5 separate regions of the Mus musculus genome follow, and all the other regions are linked to region 2. The links are chromatin contacts, called in public HiChIP or PLAC-seq and promoter capture Hi-C maps. All regions are on one chromosome and are shown on one strand. Each heading gives the region's core, a stretch centred on a gene start, on an enhancer-like site or on the middle of the called end of the contact. The rest is flanking DNA. Distances are from core to core; before and after follow the strand shown.

The links. Promoter capture Hi-C pulls out the DNA fragments that hold promoters and counts their contacts. HiChIP or PLAC-seq counts read pairs in DNA pulled down with a chosen protein or histone mark.
Region 1: a contact with region 2 is called in a FOXA1 HiChIP or PLAC-seq map of pancreatic cancer cells. The contact joins the promoter of Ssc4d here to the promoter of Baz1b in region 2. A contact is called at or near these places in 2 of 115 datasets of contacts at active chromatin or transcription factors (microglia and pancreatic cancer cells) and 1 of 9 other capture datasets (liver).
Region 3: a contact with region 2 is called in a promoter capture Hi-C map of embryonic stem cells, with 2.1 times the contacts expected there. The contact joins the promoter of Rfc2 here to the promoter of Baz1b in region 2. A contact is called at or near these places in 2 of 39 promoter capture datasets (embryonic stem cells and hippocampal neurons).
Region 4: a contact with region 2 is called in a FOXA1 HiChIP or PLAC-seq map of pancreatic cancer cells. The contact joins the promoter of Hspb1 here to the promoter of Baz1b in region 2. A contact is called at or near these places in 2 of 115 datasets of contacts at active chromatin or transcription factors (microglia and pancreatic cancer cells).
Region 5: an H3K4me3 HiChIP or PLAC-seq map of embryonic stem cells shows a contact between it and region 2, with 8 read pairs. The contact joins the promoter of Eif4h here to the promoter of Baz1b in region 2. A contact is called at or near these places in 1 of 39 promoter capture datasets (cranial neural crest), 1 of 484 Hi-C or Micro-C datasets (double positive thymocytes) and 1 of 115 datasets of contacts at active chromatin or transcription factors (embryonic stem cells).

What each region holds. Positions count from the first base shown.
Region 1 is chr5:135,973,032-135,975,766 of GRCm38.p6, reverse strand. Ssc4d (scavenger receptor cysteine rich family, 4 domains) reads left to right here and starts at 1,291. Exons shown (of 11, transcript NM_001160366.1): 1 at 1,291-1,505.
Region 2 is chr5:135,186,044-135,188,743 of GRCm38.p6, reverse strand. Baz1b (bromodomain adjacent to zinc finger domain, 1B) reads right to left here and starts at 1,421. Exons shown (of 19, transcript NM_011714.2): 1 at 988-1,421. The coding sequence starts at 1,094.
Region 3 is chr5:134,581,336-134,584,035 of GRCm38.p6, reverse strand. Rfc2 (replication factor C (activator 1) 2) reads right to left here and starts at 1,346. Exons shown (of 11, transcript NM_020022.2): 1 at 1,150-1,346. The coding sequence starts at 1,247.
Region 4 is chr5:135,886,554-135,889,253 of GRCm38.p6, reverse strand. It overlaps Hspb1 (heat shock protein 1), which reads right to left and starts at 1,335. Exons shown (of 3, transcript NM_013560.2): 1 at 820-1,335; 2 at 142-205; 3 at 1-13. The coding sequence starts at 1,195.
Region 5 is chr5:134,638,131-134,640,830 of GRCm38.p6, reverse strand. Eif4h (eukaryotic translation initiation factor 4H) reads left to right here and starts at 1,422. Exons shown (of 7, transcript NM_033561.2): 1 at 1,422-1,590. The coding sequence starts at 1,532.

The sequences.
Region 1 (2,735 bases), core at 42-2,541, 790 kb before region 2:
CTGGGTAGTGGTGGTGGCAGCGGGTAGCATGCACCTCTAATCCCAGCACTTGGAGGCAGAGGCAGGTGGATCTGTGTTTGAGGCTAGCCTGGTCTACCGAGTGAGTTCCAGGACAGCCAGGGCTACACAGAGAAAGGAGTCAGTAGTTAGAAGGTTTGATGATCCTAGAAGACCTTAGTCTGGTTCCCAGCACCCACAGGGCATCTCACAACCATTTGTAACTCCAGTCTCAGCAGACAAGACACACATAAACTTATGCATGTACATATACATAAATAAAATATACAGGGAGGGTTAGAGAGATGGCTCAGTGGTTAGAGAAATTGTTGCTATTGCAGAGGACCCAGGTTCTATTCCTAGTGCGTACAGGGCAGCTCACAACTGTCTGCAGTCAGACTCAGGAGCGCCAACGCCCTCCTCTCACCTCCAAAGGCATGAGGCCTGAATGCGATACACAGGCATATATGCAAGCAAAACACTCACAACTGGGGGAAAGTTTTAATTCTAACAAGATTTTGTTCTTCTTGGTGTTTTATTTTTGTTTTGTTTTGTTTTTGAGACAGAGTCTCTATATAGCCTTGGCTGTCCTGGCATTCACTATGTAGATCAGGCTGGCCTCAAACTCACAAAAGATCCACTTGCCTCTGCCTCTCTCTTTTTTTTTTAATATTTATTTATTTATTATATGTCAGTACACTGTAGCTGTCTTAGACACTCCAGAAGAGGCATCCAATCTTGTTACGGATGGTTGTGAGCCACCATGTGGTTGCTGGGATTTGAACTCAGGACCTTTGGGAGAGCAGCCCGTGCTCTTAACCCCTGAGCCATCTCACCAGCCCCTGCCTCTGCCTCTCAAGTGCTGGGATTAAAGGAGTGCTGCACCAAGCCTGGATTTTCGATATTCTGTGGAGTCTGGGGGTTGAACTGAATTTGCCAGGCCTGCGCAGCCATCAACTTCACCCTCTGAGCCACCTGACTTATGCCGATCCTGATAATTCCCCCCTCCCCCACCTTCACCTCTTTATGCTGCGAGAGGGTCTCACTAGGTAGCTGGGGATAACCTTGATCTCGCACTGTAACCCAGGCTGCTTCTCCATCACCAGTGTCTGATGCTCGGCTGTCCTGCACAGGGGTGAGGAACCACTCGGGCTTCTCTGCAACCTGAGCCCAGAGGGGGAGAGATGGCAGGAGGAGGGGCACCTGGCCTCCTAGCTCCTCCTCTTCCTCGGTGCCCTTCCTCCGGGGCTGCTCACCACACTGCGGACCACTTCCACTGTCCCTTAGCCTCTCTGCCCCCAAGGTCAGGTGGGGACAGGCTGGGGCCACCGGCAGCTCCATGGCCAAGGACACTGCCTCTTCTCTCCTTCTAGCTACGGAAAGAAAAGAAGAAAAGTCTGTGCTGATCTGTATCTCGGGGGCCCTTCCCCCTCCTAAAGTCCCTGGAGCAGAGGCAGTGATTGAAACTTGGATTATCTGGAGGGAAAGAACCCAGAACATCCCTACAGGTATGAATGCTTCAGTTGTGTGTGTGTGTGTGTGTGTGTGTGTGTGTGTGTTCTCTCTGTGTAATAACAATTTCCTTTGAAAACCTCCAGAGCCCTTTCTTTAAAAAAAAAAAAATTCTTAATATTGCATTTATTTATTTATGTGTGTGCAGGCATGCACAAGTGACAGTCACAGGGCAACTTGCAAGAGTGTTTTGCCTTCTGACATTTGGGTCCCAGGAATTGAACTTAGGTCATCAGACTTGGCAGCAGTCACCTTTACCTGCTGAGCCAACTCATTGACTACTTCCTGAGACCCCTCTGTTTCATTCTATGACTTCATAGCCACAATTTCACTCAGCCCATCAACAAACATTTTCTGAACATCATATGCCACGTACAACTATTGAATGAGATCTGGCTCTTGTCTTGGAGGTCAGACGGGGGCAGTCATAGCAATAGCTAAGCACATTAGAGCGGGCCAGACACTGGGGAAACCTTTTATAAACATTACCCATTTAATATGGCAACAAGTATAAGGGAAAGAATATGGGACCCTTTTGCCAATAAGAACAAAGGCTTCACAGCTCCTAATCACCTGCCCCACCGGGGCTAAAAGGAATTCTGAGAACATTCAAGAACCCTGGATCAGAAGTTAAGAACACCTACTGCTCTTTCAGAGGACCAGGGTCTGATTCCCAGCAATCAAATGGCGACTTACAGAGCTCTATAACTCTAGTCCAGTGACCTCTTCTGGCCTCCCGAGACACCAGGTACATATATGCTGCCTATATACACCTGCAGGCAAGACACCCGTACTCATAAAACAAGAAAACACATTTTTAAAAAGACCCCTGCAAGACAGATGTGACGTGGCAAGTGCCTTTAATCCTAGCATTCAGGGGTGGAAACGGAAGGGTCGATCTGAGTTCAAGGTCGTCTTTGGCTACTTAAGAGTTTGAAACCATCTCTCAAAAAAAAAACAAACAAACAAGCCATGGCCATTTAGGACAGGGATGAAGCAACCTCTATTGCTGTCCCTGAGAATAGGACAGGAATGAAGTATACGCGCTGAAGGCTGTGGGGCTGAGGCCTTATTCCCTGAGCATGGTGAAAAGAGTCCAGCTAGCTGTCTGGGGTGTGAGTCCCACAGGGGAGAGTGGCTTTCTCTCCAGCTCCTAGGCCGCGGAAGCAAATACCATAGTTACTGGTGAAGCTTTCTGGCAGGGGCCTTGGAGAATAGCCACCGCT
Region 2 (2,700 bases), core at 172-2,671:
CTACCGGGGGCGGGGGGGGGGGGGGGGGAAGTACTACAACTTTTAACTAAGAGGCTATGCTTGGTCAAGAAATCTTAAAGTAATGATTGGAAATGCTGACTTTGTATTCTAAAACACCAGTTTCACGTACCAGAGAGAGAGAGAGAGAGAGAGAGAGAGAGAGAGAGAGAGAGAGATTGAGAGACAGAGAGACAGGCAGACAGACAGACAGGATCGGGAATGCAGTGTCCAGCCTCTCTGAGTTCGAGGCCAGCCGGTGCTACATGAAGCGCTCCCTCAAAAAAAAAAAAAAAAAAAAAAAGACGGAAAAATGAAACTTCTAAGTGTCAAACTTCTGTGTTCTCTAGGAAATAAATGGCCACCAGAACCATCAATGTACCTTTCTGCTCCTTCCCATCTTCAGTGGGTAAAAAGTTAATGCCAGGTTTTGTGATTTACGGTTCTGTCAGTTCATCCCTGGCCTAAAGTCCACTCCGGAGGAGAAAAACAAAACCCACAAGCCACATCAGTGTCCCCGCACAGCCCACTCAAGACGCAGTAGAGGCTTGCACAAGCCGGATCACGCGGCTGCGCCGGTACAATTTCAAAAACTTAAACTTGACGGTTTCATTTCTATGAAAGGAGAGAGAAATAAAATGCGCAAAGGGAACCCGGCTACCCTCCCTAGTCATTTAGGGCCCGAAGCCAAGTTGGGGAGGAGGGGATTGGTGTTGCGATCACCACCGAGGCCCCGGGGACAAAGTAAGGGGAAAAGGGATGGAGGCGCGCGGTTCCGGGAAGGACGGCTGGAGACGGCCCGGAGGGATCTCGCCGCGGAGCTCCCAAGCCCGGGTAAAGCAGGGCCCCGGGCATCACGGCCCGCGGACGGCCCCGTGCGGTGACAGCTGCCCCGCGAGCCGCGCGCGGCCCATTCGCATCTCGCCATCTCCATCCCTCGCCCTGCGCAGCCGCGGCCGAGCGTCCACACCGCGCGCGGAGAAAGGATACTCCCGGGTGCGGAAGGCCTCCTGAGTGTGCGGGATGGTGAAGAGCGGCTCCTCTCCGGGCAGCGGTTTCACCAGCGGGAAGGGCTTGCGGCCCAGCAGCGGCGCCATCGCGGCGGCGCCGGCAGGGGACGGAGCGCCGAAGGCTCGGCCGCTCTGCTGCGCAGCGCTAGGCCCCGGCAGCCCCGGGGCGAGCGAGCGAGCGAGGCGCCTGGCTCCCGGGGCGATGGGGGAGGGGAGGGGTGAGAGGGCGGCGCGAACTCCGGCTTCCCTCAGAGCTGGCGGGACCGCGCCACGGCCATGGAAGCCAGGGGGACGCCTCGAGGGGAGAAAACGGAGAGATTCTCCTCGCCCCTTCCGGCGCCTTTCACCTCACGCCGATCTCCGCCGCGGCGGCCGCCAGTCACGACTCCTCTCCAGCGGGCACGGGAGGAAATTATTGAAAAATGGCGGGAGATTCCCTTCCTCCCCCCCGCTGCCGGGCCAGCGCACAGACTAACTTGCTTCTCCGTGGCGCCCTGGGGCGGAGGCTCCGATAGGCGGAGGGCTCGTCGGCCTTCGCAGCCTATTGGCTCAGAGAGGCTGCCGCTCCGAGGTCGAGTCCCGCCCCCTGGGCTCCAGCCGCGAAGTTGAGTTGCAGCGCAGCAGAGGGCAGTCTGAAAAGGTGAAAGGTCACGTTATGTAAGAGCCGGGGACGGGCGTGCGGGCCTCCAGTGGCGGACTTCAAAAGTAATGGGACAGCAGTAGGAGGGGGAGGACGAAAAGCGGAAGACTCAAAGAGGTCAGAGCAAAAAGCCCTGTCACTGATACAGACATTGCGCCATCTGTCACCGACGGCGACACCGACATCCGGGCACTCACTGTCCGTGTGCTGCGCCGGAGGGGGGAGGGGGAGCGCGCGGCCAGGGGCTTTGTCTTTCCACTCGCGCTCCGCCCCCCTTCTTAAAGGGGCCGCGCTCGGCCACGCCCGGGGATGCGCGGGTGGAGCTGTACTGGGCGGGAAGTAACTCAGGCCCTCTCCAAACTGAAGTTCCGCATTGGGGCGACTAGGACCCCAACCTTCCCCGACGCGGCATCACTGTAATTGAGAAATGGAGATTAACAGCCTGTTTTTTAAGGACTACAGGGAAGGATAATGAAGAACTTTCTTTAAAAATATGTGGAGGAAGAGCCGCAGAGCAGACTCAGGGGCTAAGATCTTGTACTCGTTCAGAGGACCCAAGTTCAATTCTTAGCTCCCACATCGGGTAGCTGGAACCTGCCTCCGGCTGCAGCTCCAGGAGTTCCCATTCCTCTTGCCTCCTCAGGTGCACGTACTCACGTGCACGTAACATCCCCCACCACGTGTGCACACATACACAATTTAAAAATAAATCTTGAAAGTAAAATAAACGGAAGAATAATAAAGAAGGTTTTCTGTATGTACATATGTAAAAGACTATATTCATTCATATATATGTGTGTGTATATATATATATGTGTGTGTGTATATAGTGCAACTAAGTGATGCAGGTTTTTGAAGCTGGACGGTCCTAAGTGAGTTTGTGACTAACCTGGGCTACAGTCTTACAGGCTGAATAGCAAATCCCTATAACAATAAATAAATAAAGCTATGTTAGAAAACATATGTATTAAGCTCATGGGGCTGGAGAAGTGACTCCGCATGCAATTAAGAGTTCTTCCAGAGATTCTGGGTCTGATTCACAGTTTTTGTGTT
Region 3 (2,700 bases), core at 97-2,596, 600 kb after region 2:
AAGAAAAACTAGTGCTGGGGTAGCTCCATGCTAGCATGTGGTCTGGCAGCAAGTTCCATGCAAAAACTAAAAGCTCAAAATTCACCTGCAGCCCCTGTCCATAGGCAGAAGACACAGTGGGGTCAGAATTCGTCATTCTCGACTATACAGAAAGTCTGCAGCTAGCTTAGGGTGGTGAGACCTACCGTAACAAAAGTGAAACACACACACACACAGAGTTTTGTTTTGTTAAACAGTGTTTCTATGTGTAGCCCTGGCTGGCCTCCAACTCAGAGAATCACTTGCCTCTGACTTCCAAGTGCTGGGATCAAAGGTGTGTGCCACCACCTGGCTAAAGCTAATAGTTTTTTAAGATGAGATTTTTAAACAAATAAAAAAATATGAGGCCAGGGCTGGAGAGATGGCTCAGCGGTGACGAGCACTGCCCGCTCTTCCAAAGGCCTTGAGCTCAATTCCCATAGTGGTGGCTCACAACCATCCGTGATGGGTTCTGATGCCCTCTTCTGGTGTGTCTGAAGACAGCTACAGTATACTCATATACATAAAATAAATAAAAGCCATTAGCATTGCACTGCATGAGGGCCTATTAGTCACGTTTAAGCATCATTTAGATGAACCTCGAGACACATATTCCTCAATTTCCATAAATAAAAATCTCTACCTTTGCCTGGTGGCTTACACCTGCCATTCCAGTATTTGGGAAGCTGAAGCAGGAGAACTGCAGAAACTTCAAGACCAGCTTGGGCTTCACAGTGAACCCCAGGGCTGTGAATGGGCCTCAGTCCGTAGAGTGCTAGCTTAGCGTGCACGAGGCTCTGTGTTCCATCCCCAGCACTGCTTTACGGAAGTAATGCATGCCCTGTCACCCCAGGATCAACGTTCAAAGTCATCCTTTGCTACGTAGTGAGTTCGAGTCCAGCTTGGGTTACACAGGACACGATCTCAAAAAAAAAAAGAAAGAAAGAAAGAAAAAGAAAAGAAAAGAAAGAAAGAAAAACAGAATATCTAGCTTCAAGAAGGAAAGGGGAAATCTGCGCTCCTGGGGACATCTGCACCTTCTCTGTCCCCTAGACCCAGGTCGAACCCAGGGTTCCTGGAGCTCGGCCCGCCCTCACGTCTACGCGCGCGTTACTATGGCTGCAGGCTCACCACGGCAGCTCGTAGTGGCCGGCGGTCTTGCTGGGGACAGGCGAGGGCTCCTGCGCCCCACTCTCGGATGGGTCACAGCCACTCTCCTGAACCTCCATTCCGGTGGCTGCTCTTCCCGCCACCCGAGGCCCCGCCCCATGCCGCTTTGACGGAAGTCTGGGTCCTGGTTTCCGGGCAACGCCGAGAGGAAAGCGGAAGTGCGTTATAGAGGCGGTGAATCTCTTCCTGCGCCTGCGCAGAGAGCACCGCGTAGCCATCCCTGGCCGCTAGAGGCCGCAGTGATCTCAGGAGCTGGCGTTTGAGAGGCGGGGGGGGGGGGGGGGGAGACATTTTATTATATCTTATTTAATTGTGACATTAAATAAGATAAAATAAAATCATTTCATTTCTTTTTACTTTCATGGACTTTTATTTTTTTTGAGACAGGGTTTCTCTGTGTAGCCCTTGACTGCTCTGAAACTCACTGTGTAGACCAGGCTGGTCTTGATTTCAGAGATCTGCCTGCCTCTATCTCTTGTGTGTGCCACCAATGCCTGGCTAAAATAAGGTTTTTTTTGTTTTGTTTTGGTTTTGGTTTTTCGAGACAGGGTTTCTCTGTGTAGCCCTGGCTGTCCTGGAACTCACTTTGTAGACCAGGCTGGCTTCGAACTCAGAAATCCGCCTGCCTCTGCCTCCCAAGTACTGGGATTAAAGGCGTGGGCCACCACGCCCGGCTAAATAAGTATTTTTAAAGAGATGCTTTCTAGGCCCAGGTTTGGTGGCACAGGTCTTTAATTCCAGTACTTGGGAGCAGAGGCACATGGATCTTTGTAAGTTCAAGGCCAGCCAGAGCTATGTACTATCACAAATTTCAGAGCTATCACAAAAATTAAACAAAAAAACAAAAAAAATACAACAATAACAAAACTAAAGATACTTTCTGGCCAGGTAAAGTAACACACACCTGTCATTCTTTTTTTTTTTTTTTTTTTTTTTTTTTTTTAATCATATGTGAGTACACTGTAGTTGTCTTTAGACACCTCAGAAGAGAGCATCAGATCTCATTATGGATGGCTGTGAGCCACCATGTTGTTGCTGGGACTTGAACTCAAGACCTTTGGAAGAGTAGTCAGTGCTTTTAACCACTGAGCCATCTCTCCAGTCCCACACCTGCCATTCTTACACTACTAACAAGCCGGGCAGGAGGAGAGTGAGTTCTGGGACTAGAAAAGGGAGACTCTGTCTCAACAAAGCAACTACAACAAAAAAAGCTGACATGACACATACCTGTAGCTTCAGCACTTGAAAGACAGATGCCAGCCTGGGGTACATGAGATTCTTAAAGAAATAATAGGGCATGGGTCAGAAGCCTGGGTTCCACCAGTATCAACGAGGAAAAAAAAATGGTTTTCTCCAAGGTGGCATTTTCAAGGTTTAAGGCTGGTGATTTCCAAGCAGGCTCGCCCTACCGTTAGCAACCTCAGCAAACTGCTTATTTTCGTAGTCTGCCTGCCCAGACACATCCCACGGAGTGCCTCTGGTAAGCACAAAGGTTTTTATTTGAACTCTTTG
Region 4 (2,700 bases), core at 86-2,585, 700 kb before region 2:
ACCTGGAGGGAGCCTGGACACACAGAAAATCAGGGCAAGGGTTACACATCCCTCCTGACCCGGGGCTCTTCGCCCTCCGCCCTGGGTCCGCTCCCCCTCCCCCCCACCTCCCCGCCCTCCATGCAAGGAATCAGAACTCACGTGTATTTCCGGGTGAAGCACCGAGAGATGTAGCCATGTTCGTCCTGCCTTTCTTCGTGCTTGCCTGTGGGTGGGGACAGAAGGTCAGAAGCAGCCCTCTGCTGTCCTAGCTAAGGAGTGGCTGGGACCCCCCAGGGAGGCAAACAAACCCGAGTGCGGCGGGGTGCCTGACTGTCTGGAATCTTAAAACTTTCCAGAAACTTCCCTTCTGAGATTTGGGATGCGAAGGGCTTGGCTCTGACCCAGACTTGGATACCAGGGTAGGTATACTCAAAGCCTCTGCGGCTGGGTCTAGGGACCCTGATCCTGCCGCTTGCTTATTTGGGAATGAGGTCTTCCAGAAGGTGTGTTGGGTCTTCCTTCATTTTGTTTCTGTGCTGCGGGTGGAACGCAAAGCCTCAAGGCCTCCCGGCAGGCCAGGCGAAGCTCTACCCTGAGCTACATCCCCAGCTGTTGGTCCATATCATCGAAGATGACAGAGCTTTTAAGAGCAACCTGCACCCCGCGTTCCGGGGCAAGAGAAGCAGGCAAAGGAGAATGATGCGGGCTCCGGGTCCCTAGGTTCATTTCTAACTTCTCAGGGTTCTATTCCTCAGGGTTTCAGCCCCCACCCTCAGCCCCCCAGCCACCACTCTCGCCTCGGCAGCTTCGTCCCCTCTGGGCACAAGGGAAACTCACCAGTGATCTCCACCACGCCTTCCTTGGTCTTCACTGTGAGCTCCTCCGGAGCGAAGTGGTTGACGTCCAGGGACACGCGCCAGCGATCAGCCGTCTGTCGGATCTCCGAGACCCCGCTGCTGAGCTGTCGGTTGAGCGCTCGGCTGAAGGCTGGTGCGGCCAGGGTCACCGCCGCGGGGCCCTCGGCGGTCGCGGCGGGCAGCGGGCGCACGTATCCGGGCCACCCAGCGGCGCTGAACCACTGCGACCACTCATCGGGCAACCGGGGCACCCCGAAAGCTTGATCGAAGAGGCGGCTGTGTGCAGGGTACCAGTCCCGGAATGGTTCCCAGCTCGGGCTCCGCAGCAGCGAGAAGGGCACGCGGCGCTCGGTCATGTTCTTGGCTGGTCAAGGCTGAGGATCTAGAAGCACTGGGCTGAGGATCCGAGAAGTGCCGGACTGGAGCCCCAGCGTGCTTTTATGTGTGCCCAGCCGGGTATTTTTAGCAGGCGGTGCTTCAGGTCTCTATTAATGGCAATGACCGTCTCAGGGGCCGCCCCTCGCCGCCCCTCCCCTCTGCATTCCTCCCCCTAAGCTTGCAAAGGGGGCGGGCAGGCGGGGCCAGGAAGGTTCTGCCCCCATCTGGAAACTTCTCTTGTTGAAGAAAACAAATGACGGCGTAATACCGGTAGCTGGAGCGATTCCCACTGTCGGGTTTAGGACACTGCTGGCTGAAGGGCGGTGGCCTGGGGCCAGCCCCATTTTTTATTGAGAATAACCAGGAGAGGTTAGGTCTTTTGTGTCGCAACTGGGAAGCAACTGAACCTGGTCTGAACCAGAAGGAGGCCCGTGGGAACACACATGTCATGGCACACCTGTGGAGGTCTCATGACACCGGCAAGATAGCTGTCTTCTATAGTGTATCTCCTGGGGAGCAAAGGCTTCGTGGCAGGCGCCTTAGTGTTCACTGAGTATCTTTCTGACCCAGAAACTGACTTTCTTTCTTCTTTCTCTCTTTCTCTCTCCTCTCTCCTCTCTCTCTCTCTCTCTCTCTCTCTCTCTCTCTCTCTCTGAAGTAGGATTTTTCTTTTTTTATTTTGATGCTTTTTTTTTGTTTTGTTTTGCTTTGCTTTTTTTTTTTTTTTTTTTTTTTTTTTTCTGAAGACAATGTTTCTCTGCATAGCCCTGGTTGTCCTGGAACTCACTTTGTAGACCAGGCTGGCCTCGAATTCAGAAACCCGCCTGCCTCTGCCTCCCAAGTGCTGGGATTAAAGGTGTGCATCACCACCGCTGGGCTATTTGATGCTTTTTTTTTTTTTTTTTTTTTTGGTTTTTCGAGACAGGGTTTCTCTGTATAGCCCTGGCTGTCCTGGAATTCACTTTGTAGACCAGGCTGGCCTCGAACTCAGAAATCCACCTGCCCGTGCCTCCGGAGTGCTGGGATTAAAGGCGTGCCCCACCACACCCGGCCGCTTTTTTTTTTTATTATATATATATATATATATATATATATATATATATATATATATATAATGTGTATCAGTGTTTTGCCTACATGAATGTCTGTGTGAGAGTGTTAGATCTTGAGTTACAGAGAGTATCAGAAATTGGAATGCCAGGTGGGTGCTAGAATTTGAACCTGGATACTTGTACTGGCTGGTTTAGTGTCAAATTGATACAAGCTGGAGTTATCACAGAGAAAGGAGCCTCCTTTGAGGAAATACCTCCATGAGATCCAGCTATAAGGCATTTTCTCAATTAGAGATCGGGGGGGGGGGGGCATTGTGGGTGGAGCCATTCTTGGGCTGGTAGTCTTGGTTCTATAAGAGAGCAAGCTGGGCCAGGTGGTGGTGGTGCACGACTTTAATCCCAGCACTTGGGAGGCAGAGGCAGGTGGGTTT
Region 5 (2,700 bases), core at 173-2,672, 550 kb after region 2:
TTTTGTTTTTTTTAAAACATTGTGTCTTTGTGTGTCAGGGGTACAAAAAAGTGCTGTAAAATTCAGAGGTTCTCCTTCTTCTTGGTTTTTCAAGGCAGGGTTTTTCTGTGTATCCCTGGCTGTCCTCGAACTCACTCTGTAGAGCAGGATGGCCTCAAATTCATAGATCCGCCTGCTTCTGCCTCCAGAATGAGGGGAGTAAAGGCCTTTGCTACCACTTCCTAATTTAGGAGTCACTTCTTAGGAGCTGTCCATCTTGGTTGAATTTTTTTTTTTTTTTTTTTTTTTTTTTTTTTGAGACAGGGTCTATGTACCTGGTCCTCCCGCTAGATGTGTGTGTGTGTGTGTGTGTGTGTGTGTGTGTGAGAGAGAGAGAGAGAGAGAGAGAGAGAGAGAGAGAGAGAAAGAGAGAGAGAGACTCATCTTCTACCATGTGGGTCCTGGGGATCAAACTCAGGTCAAGCTTGGTAACAAACATCCTCACTCACTGAGCCCACCTGCCCACCCTTAAAATTTCTTTTTCAGAGCAGACTCCTGCAAAAATAAAACATATCTAATCTCTTATCAGTTCAACTACAAACAGCCTCATCTTCACCACCCCTCCCCAATACCCAGACAGAGAATACAATTTGTTTTGTCTTTATAAGATTTATTTTGTTTTTTATTTATTTTATTTTATTTTGGAGACCAGTCTCAGTCTTCCTAGAGTAGGGATTACAGATATTTACCACCACGTCGTTTGTAGCAGGTCTCAAAAACAAAGATATTTCACTTCGTCTTGTTCACACACACACACACACACACACCATTCTCACTTACAAGCCTTCTGCCCTTGGTCATCTAGGGACCTCTACCTAGAACAGGTTGTCTTCCTTTTAGCTTTACCCAGGGACCATTTGTCCTGAAGAATTGTGCCCAAGTGGGACCAAGTGGGGCAGACCTAGGGCACTTTAATAAATCTAACGTGATACCAGAGATCCCAACATAGTGGCACACTGTCACCCCAGCCCTTGAGAAAGGGAGAGAGCAAAAAACAAAAAAACAAACCCAAAAAAACAAAAAACAAAACTAGGGGTTCAAGGTCATCCTCAGCTACAGCGCCCCAGCTCCAGGCCAGCCTGGGCTCCACAAAACCCAAACTGAATCTAGTGACAATGAGAAAGCAGCGTGCAGGGTGACAGACAACGCCCGAGGGGTAGGTGACCACGGGGCAGGGCGGGGCAAGGACAGTAAGAGGCAACCACGCGTGAAAGCAGCAAGCTAGCACACAATGGGCCTGGGAGGGCAGAGCGTGCGCGCGGCGCCCCGGGGGCCGGCCGCCGCACCACGTGGGCCGCAGAGCGCGCCGGGGCCAGCAGCGGGCCCCGTCGGCCCAAGGCCGGGCGCGGCGGCGCGCGCATGCGTGCGTGCGACTTGCGATCAGGCAGCGCGGCGGACAGCCCCGGTAGCGGGGCGGGCGGGGGGAGGAGGAGTTATATTGCGGGGTCCTTCCTCGCTGGCCCGCTGGTTCCTCAAGGAGCGGAGACGGCAAATGGCGGACTTCGATACCTACGACGATCGGGCCTACAGCAGCTTCGGCGGCGGTAGAGGGTGAGGCGAGCGGGGCGCGGTCAGGCGGGCCAGCGGCTCGGCCGGGGGGAGTGCCGAAAGGTTCGAAGGGGGAGGCGGCCTTGCCGCGCTCACTCGAGACGGGCGGCGGGAAGCGGCCTGAGCAGGCCCGAGGCGAGGCCTGGAAATGGCGCGCTCCGGGAGCGGCTGGCGACGGTTAGGCTGCGGGTCTCTCGCTTGCTCGCGGCGCACATCCTGCCCTCGGCTCCGCGCCGGCCCCGGACCCGGCACCCTGCGGGGCCTCGGTCGGAAAGTTAGATCACAGCGACACCGGAGGGTTTCCCGGGGATACCAGTGCCCGCCCGCCGCGTCCAGCTTTCTCCCCAGCGCGCTCCGGGCTGGGATGCAGCGCGGAAGCGGGCGGCGGCGGCGGAAGCGGCCTGCCCCTCTCCAGGGTCCCCGCTGCCTGGCGGAGCCCCTGGGTCGCTTCTGCGAGAGGCCCGCCGGCAGCGAGAGGGGCGATTTCCCTTCCGATTCGAGTCTGGATGCTGGGACCGTCGGATCCAGCGAGGGAGACAGGGAGCGGGGACCTGAACCAAAACAAATCCACCGTAGTGGGGAGTGTGCGTGGCTCTTTCTCTCTGCCTCCCTGGCGTTTCGAATGCCTTATTGACAGATACTACGTGTCTGCTGGCGGAGATTGTTGATTTCTTCCCAGTTTCTTCCCTGACCTGGGGAATCGCTTTCGCTTCGTTCTGATTCCGGTCAGATAAAGACAACATACTTTAAAACCAGTCCTCCTCCCACCTCCCTAAATCCTTTACTGATGAATAGATAGCTCCTGGTGCATAATTCCAAAAAACGGGCGCCCGGATAGTTTGTGCCCTTTTAAATAACACGTTACCAGCTGGGGTTGTGGCTCAGTCACAGAGCGATTGTCTAGCATATCTTGGATTCAGTCTCCTGCCAAACAATAGAAATAAACAAGCATCAGCCACTTGCTTTTTTTTCTTTTTTTTTTTTAAGCTTATAGGAGTTTTATGGGACAATTTAATCGTCTTGTTTATTTGTCAAGGACACACTTGGCTTTTATCCTTTTTTACAGCAAAGGTGACTTGCCCGGAGAATATCACAATAGTTGTACTGAGGTGT